Regions from separate parts of the Anser cygnoides genome. Here region 2 is linked to region 1. A link is a contact called in public Hi-C data. All regions are on one chromosome and are shown on one strand. Each heading gives the region's core, a stretch centred on a gene start, on an enhancer-like site or on the middle of the called end of the contact. The rest is flanking DNA. Distances are from core to core; before and after follow the strand shown.

The links. Hi-C and Micro-C count contacts between places; a contact is called where the count stands out from the background.
Region 2: a Hi-C map of liver shows a contact between it and region 1, with 1.7 times the contacts expected there. The contact joins the promoter of ERCC6L2 here to the promoter of SLC35D2 in region 1. A contact is called at or near these places in 2 of 7 Hi-C or Micro-C datasets (both in liver).

Annotation. Positions count from the first base shown.
Region 1 is chrZ:40,895,731-40,899,171 of Taihu_goose_T2T_genome, forward strand. SLC35D2 (solute carrier family 35 member D2) reads left to right here and starts at 1,636. Exons shown (of 13, transcript XM_013198778.3): 1 at 1,636-1,913. The coding sequence starts at 1,771. It overlaps ZNF367 (zinc finger protein 367), which reads left to right. Exons shown (of 5, transcript XM_066988695.1): 5 at 1-1,258.
Region 2 is chrZ:41,086,722-41,090,162 of Taihu_goose_T2T_genome, forward strand. ERCC6L2 (ERCC excision repair 6 like 2) reads right to left here and starts at 1,775. Exons shown (of 18, transcript XM_048080506.2): 1 at 1,523-1,775. The coding sequence starts at 1,541.

The DNA of each region.
Region 1 (3,441 bases), core at 386-2,885:
TGCTTAGTAATATCAGATGCTGATATAAAATGTTTAGTGGGATGTTTTGTTACTTCATGAATGTTGCATACTTTTGAATACCATTGTCTTATGGTAATCTGTTTCTGCATTTTGTTTGGAAGGCAACCAGAGATTTGTAATATGCTAACAAGGCGTTGTCTTCAAATTGAACTTTTTTTTTGCAGTTGAGGGGATACTGCTTTAGGGGATATTAATAATACATTTACTGACCTGCTTGCTTTTAACTCTTCCTTCTCATTGAAGGTCAGGAAATTCAGATGAGAAGGGAAGCCACTTTCCCTCTTGTTTAAGCAAGAGGAAAATAGCATTTTATCAATCACTTGATACAGACTGACTAGATGCCTATAGCTGTTCCAGAATAGTAAGTCTACTTTTCCACCAGAAACTGCAAGTGTTGGATTATGTTCTTTGATGGTTGATAACCTGTTGTGGTAGAAAATTGTATTAATCATTAATCATTGTTTAACATCATATGTTGATGATGCACTTGACTAAGGAGACATTGAATATTTAAACAAAAACCACCACCAACAAAACAAACAAGATTGCGTTTGTGGAATGTAATTAATTTTGTACCAGTTATACGGTTTAACTTCTGTTTTCAGCTGGCATCAGGCTCATTTGTTTTAAGTCTTTTTGGGCTTAAAAGTATGAAACACTTTGGAGTCATTCTGGGCTCCTTAGCCTATGTAAAATTGGTAATTCAGGGTATAGGTCTAGAATGTGACAAATTGGTTTTTACTGTTCAGGTGACTACATGCAAAGACTCTGATCTCAAAATGAGCCCTAAGTATAAGTCTGTTGTATTACTGAGTTGTAACTTGTAATTGTTTGAGTAGTGTTTCACAGGGCTCAAGATCTCCAGCACTGTTGTAATCACCAGCTGGTTGCAGACTTGAAGTCATATAACTTCACGGGTTGATTTTATTTTCTTCAATCAGCTGTAAGGTTTTGGACAACTTGCAGAATATTTTTCACTATGACAAGCATGCTGAACTCTACTTCCCTGTAGAGAAGATTCAGACAGTTCAAGCTGTTTTGTGTAGTGAGAAGTTTCGGGTAAGATACCAAGTTAAAAAACTAAGGTGTGAAAGACTGCTTTTTGTATTATAAAGAAGTGATTACACACAAGAATCTTGAAGATTAAATTGTTGTTTGGCATGACTTAACAGCAGAAGAGTGAATGTGCCGTCAGTTCAATAGATGCTTTAAATAAAGAGTTGGTTTAATTTTAAAATTCTGTGTGTGTGTGTGCGCTGTTTATAGTAATTCTTAATGTTTCCATTCTTCCTTGTTCTTATAATCCCATCTGCCTGACCGGTCACAGAACACAGAGGACCCGTGTCCCCCTTGTTGTTCTGTCGTGTTTCCCTCCCCCTCCCGCCCCCGCCATTTCTCAACATTTTGGTTGCTTATGGGCAACTGGAACACACCTGTGCTCCCGTGGAACCCTTTTCTGAGGAGATGGGTTAAAAATAAAGCAGACCGGTGCCAGGCTTTGACAGGCGCTGCCTTGCTGTGAAGCGCAGAGCCGCCGCTTACAGCTCCGGGCTGGCGGCGGCTCCGGGGGAGGGCTCCGCGTACCCGGCGCCGCCTCAGCTCGCTCCGCCAGGGGACGCCCTGCGGCCGCCGCCGCTCGTCCGGGCGGTCGGGCGGCCCTTCCCCGCGGGCCGGGCCGTGCCGGGCCGTGCCGTGCCGGCTGCCCCGAGCTGCTGCCCGGGGCGGGGCCGTGCCCGCCGCTCGCCCGCCATGAGCAGCGGGCAGGCCGCGGAGGGGGCCCCCGCCGCCTCCCCCGCGGTCTCGGCGGTGCCCAGGCTGCTGTCTGCCCTCTTCTACGGGACGTGCTCCTTCCTCATCGTGCTGGTCAACAAGGCCCTGCTCAGCGCGTACAGGTGAGCGCCCCGCGGCTCGGCACTCCCCAGCAGTGAAGGTCGGGGCCCCGCGGCCGAGCGACTCCTCGGCTGGCGGCTGCCAGCTGTGATCCTGCTGCCGGTGCTGGCAGTCACGCTGCCTTCCTGGAAGCGCCTCGCTTTTATAAGGTAGCCGAAGATAAAAGCTGCTGAGCCCGAGAAGATCCCCGAATTGTAAAAACACCTTTGACGTGGTGGGGAGGCAGTCCCTTACCGAATCACAGACCTGCAGCAGCGAGCTGTTCACCGTTAATATTCTTCGCTTAGTTTGCTTCGTTTTTGCTGTCTTTTAGCTCACGGTGGGCCAAGAACAGACACAAAACTGAACACGCAGAAAAAGGAAAAAAAAAATAAATCTAGCTGTTACTTTCTAACATGTAGGAGCTGTATATTGTGTCTCCCAAAAAATGATCTGTGAGGCAACTTACGGTTTTGTTTCCTAGTGGTTTTCATCCTACAGTCTGCAGCTCCCTGTAAATCCCTGGTGTACCTCTGGCACGTCCACGACAGATAATCAAAGACAGCATGGCCATCACTAAACCTGAATTTTGTACAACGAGCTTACGGCATTGCTGGGAACTTCTAGGGCTCTACAAGACCAAAAAGATTTGGAGAAATCTGTGTAGTACATGTGAACGAAGTCTTCACATCTATGTGTTGCAGCTATAAGTACAAACTAAAATACAGTTTAGATGTCACGTGATTATAAAGTCCTGTTTCTTCTGCTCTTTTTTTTTTTTTTTTTTTTTTTTTTTTTGGGTCTGCTAATACCTGCTTCCTGGAACCTCTTTCACTGCTGGCAGTTCTTGTCCTTTATTTGTGTTATGACTCCAGTGTCCCTAAGGCCTTCCTGCTGTGCTTCAGAGTGTTTCTTTCTTTTGTTAATGCTGTGTTCCTGTCCCAGTGGTGCTCACTGGAGAGATACAGCGCACCAAGCAGCTCGTGGTAGCCTCTGTGTTAAATCACTGCAATCTCAAGGAATTTGTGATAATGGAAAATTACAGAGCTCATTGAGAAGGTACACCCCTTATTGGGCATTTGTTTGTACAGGTGTGCACAGAGGATGAAACTGATTTTATTTCAGATTCCCTAGATGCAGATTTGTGCGTGACCATCCCTGACAATGCAGTCCAACAAAATGCTGCATGGCTCTTTGGAGGAAGCAACTGTTTGTTAGGTTTGGGGAGCTCCTTGGCACCTGAGGATTCTGGTCAGGGAGGCTCCAAACACATCGCTGGTTATAACATAAAGGAGACAACCATACTAAATAATTTATTTGCTCGAATTTCGTTATGCATACAAAAAATTAGCTGTTGCTACTGCATTTTTTTTTTTCGATGTAGATTTAGGGGGAAAAATGGAGACTCTCAAATTCTTGGGGTGTCCTAAAGTTTCTGCTTTCTTAATGGTCAAGCATCTGTGCTTTGAGCAGGAGCCAACTGAAAGGGTACGGTAGGAATTTAGCCATTTTAGCAGACAATAGGTGTTTCTACAATATTTACATAAGATT
Region 2 (3,441 bases), core at 525-3,024, 190 kb after region 1:
TTCTTGCATTTGGTGTCTTCTGACTAGGAGGTTCACAGGTCTGGTCTCTCTCACCTGAGAGAGACTTGCATCCTAAACCCGTGGCCCACTAGTTCTTACACTATTGAGATCATAAACTGGGATCACTCCATTAGATTCATGATTCTGCAGATCTCTCATGCTGCCCCTGCATCATCCTTGCTTGGGATGAGAAGTTCCACCCCACACCCTGTGCCCTGTACATAAGGCTCTACATACCTTCAGTCATGCCCGAAGATCCTCCCCGAAATTTGAAGCTCAAGTATATCTTTCTGAGGCAAAGGCTGATGTACAGACAGCACATTCAACAAATCACATACAATCTCTTAAACTTTAAGGTATTTGTACTGTCTTACACACATGCCTAAATCCATGAAAAAAAAAAAAAAGAGGGAGAGAGCATATGACTTTCTCCCCTTAGCATTTGAATCTTTGGGCAATTTCTCAAAACTGAGAAGCAAGACTGAAATATGAAACTAGTGATACCCAGCTCAGTACTAAATATGCAAAATAGAATTTAAAATACATGAGTATTTCCGATTTTACTTTCTTTTTCAGTAATATCTGTGACATGTAGCATTTGAAGACACTCAGGTTAAAGCTATGATAAGATGACAGTGCCTTAGTTGCTAAGTCATTTACTTCAGTTTTACGAGTCACTTCTGACTTGACAGAATTAGAGTTCCAGGTGCAAAGCAGAATAGAGAGTATTGGACAGTAACTTCAGAAATACAAAACTCCAGACCTAGTAAGCAAGAAGAAAAATGGGAAAAATGGCAAAATAATGGTATTAAGAATACCACCGCTACAAGATTCCAGAAAATAACGCTGTACAAGCTGAAGTAAGAACTGCTACTTCAACTAGCCTGATTCACTACCTTCTTTTTTTGGAACCAGAAAACAATCATTTATGTAGGGTAAAACCTTTACAGATGACAAAAATTATCCAGTATGGCTTCCAAGTATAGATGCAGCACACTTGCCATCCATGGAAAAAGAGAACATTTAAGATGCTTGCCTATATCTATCCCATCACCACTTATGAGAAAATGCAAAGCGTAACGGCCTACTGTCACTCACGAGCCCACTTTAACAACTATTATTGTAGAAAACAGGCAAAATCACTGCGAATCCTCTGTAAATACTGAGGTTGAACCACTTAATGTAAAGCGCGAAGTTTTTACACTCCGACAACCTACCTTCAGAGCACACTCAACACACTACGAAGCAAAGCCACGACTTTTCCTAAAAGTCCTAAAAATTGCTAAACGTTGGAGGCTAATATAAACGTTGTCTTCCAAAAAGATGACGAAGCAGGGAGCTTCGGGTTCACTTAAACACACACTACCCCTTATCCAAAGGAAAAATAATAAACAATAAGTCCAGGACAAGGCCGTTCGTCTCAAAAATAACCGTCTCTCAGAGCCTCCCCCGTCACCCCCGACACCCCCCCCCCACCCTCAGCGACCCCCGGCCCCGGGACGCCCCGGCCGCCAGCCCTCACCTGCGGTCGCCTCGCACATCCCGGCCGCGGGGCCGCGCCTCAAGCTCCCCGGGGGCGGCCGCGGGGACGACACCGCCCGCTTCGCCCCGGGCAGGACGGGCCCGGCGGAGCGCTCCGGAGCCCGGCGGGACGCCCGGAGGGACGCCCAGGAGGGCCCGGAGCCGCGGCGGCCATCTTGGGGCCCGGCACCACCCCGCGGGGCACGGCCAGGCCGCGGGAAGGGTGTGGGGGGGGAACCGGGAGGGGGAGAGGGGGTGACGGGAGGGGGAGATCTCGCGAGAAGTGCGGGGCTGGCGGGGCCGCGGCGCTAAGCATCGCGAGGTTTGGGGGTTGTGTCGCGAAAGGAGGGGCGGAGAGGGGACGGTGGGGCGGTGTGTTAGGCTCGTGGTCCTCTGAGGCATGAGCGTGGGAGGTATCCCTGAGACAATAAAGTGCGTATCAGGCACCGCATATATTGGGGGAGATTGTTCGAAAATACACCACTAATAAAAGACATTGTCTTAAAAATACCCATGTAGTCTTGTAGTTACCTGCATTGGTTCTAAAGGAATGTGACAAGAACCATCACAAAACCAAGGCTGAGAACAGCACCACGTTTCAGATTTTGGAGCTTTGGCAAAATAATTACACTAACCCCACTGCGACCTCACATACTTAACAAACCTCAGCCCTCAGAACGTCTTAGATCAGCAAGAATATAAGCTGTGATTCTAAGGCAAACTTTTAAAGGGGATCATGCTTGAAGATAAAGGTTTGTTTATACCACAAGGTGTTTATTTAATTAATATTATGTTGCATTTGATTCTTCTACAGAGATATTTGTACTTAATAAGGATTCTTCCCAGCAGAGTACATCTGTTATTTTACTGTAATAAATACAGTATCATAGTTCCCCAATAGGAGGAAATAAGAAATAGGTTAAAATCCTTAAACACTTTAAATCTTAAACACTTTAATTCTTCTAACAGCGACTAACATTCTGACTACACTCCAATGGTCCCATTCAGTGGTAAGACTTCAGTGGCTTATCTGGAGCCAGAATTGCACGTGAAAACCCAACTGATGTTACTCGGATGAGTCTCTATTACACTTAGGTATGCTCTTGTAACTTTTCTTAAGATGGCCAACAAAGGGAGGAAAGCATCCTTACTTAGCTTTTTAGTTGGTTAGCTTTTATCTCATCAGATAGCTTTCCTCTGCTGTTAAAATTCCTCTCACAAATTACAAGCAGTTTCTGTAACTTTACAACACTTCAGGGAAAAAAATATTAAATAAATAAACATAAAAAATGGAAGCTGGACAGAGAGAGAGAACTTCTTTCACCAGGACATTCCTTCCTTGTAGGACCAGGCCCATCATGAAAATGTTTTCAGAAGTCAGTGAATTAATTACTTATGTAATCTATCTGTTACAGCTTTTAGAATATAGAAGTCCTTCCAGGAAATCATTCTAGCTCAAGTTAGAAGCTAGGATATTAAAAATATCTCACACCATGTTTCTGCAGGAAAAGATTTGTAAGATTTTATTTTGAAAAGCAGTTGATATTACTGAAAAGTTCAATATATCCAAACTCCATATGACAATTGGAACTTTGCTCATATTTAATTTTAGATCTCATAAGACTAAGTGTTAGACTCAGGTAATAACCAAAATGAATAGGATAATGGGGATAAGCACTTGGAAAAGATGTGCTGTATCCCTGAAAGCATTTCACATGTAACTTTTGGCTTTCCTGTTCAGTCTTCTTTGACACAGAGAGGAAATAAACTAATTGATGTGTATCTAAAAAGGGCAGCTTAGTTACTTTTTACAGCATCCTCCATGTCAGCATGTCTGAAAACAAAACAGGTTAGTGGTTCTCAGATGCACTGTTTGCAAATTGAGCTGAAATCCATAGAAAGCACAAGCACCTAGAATTT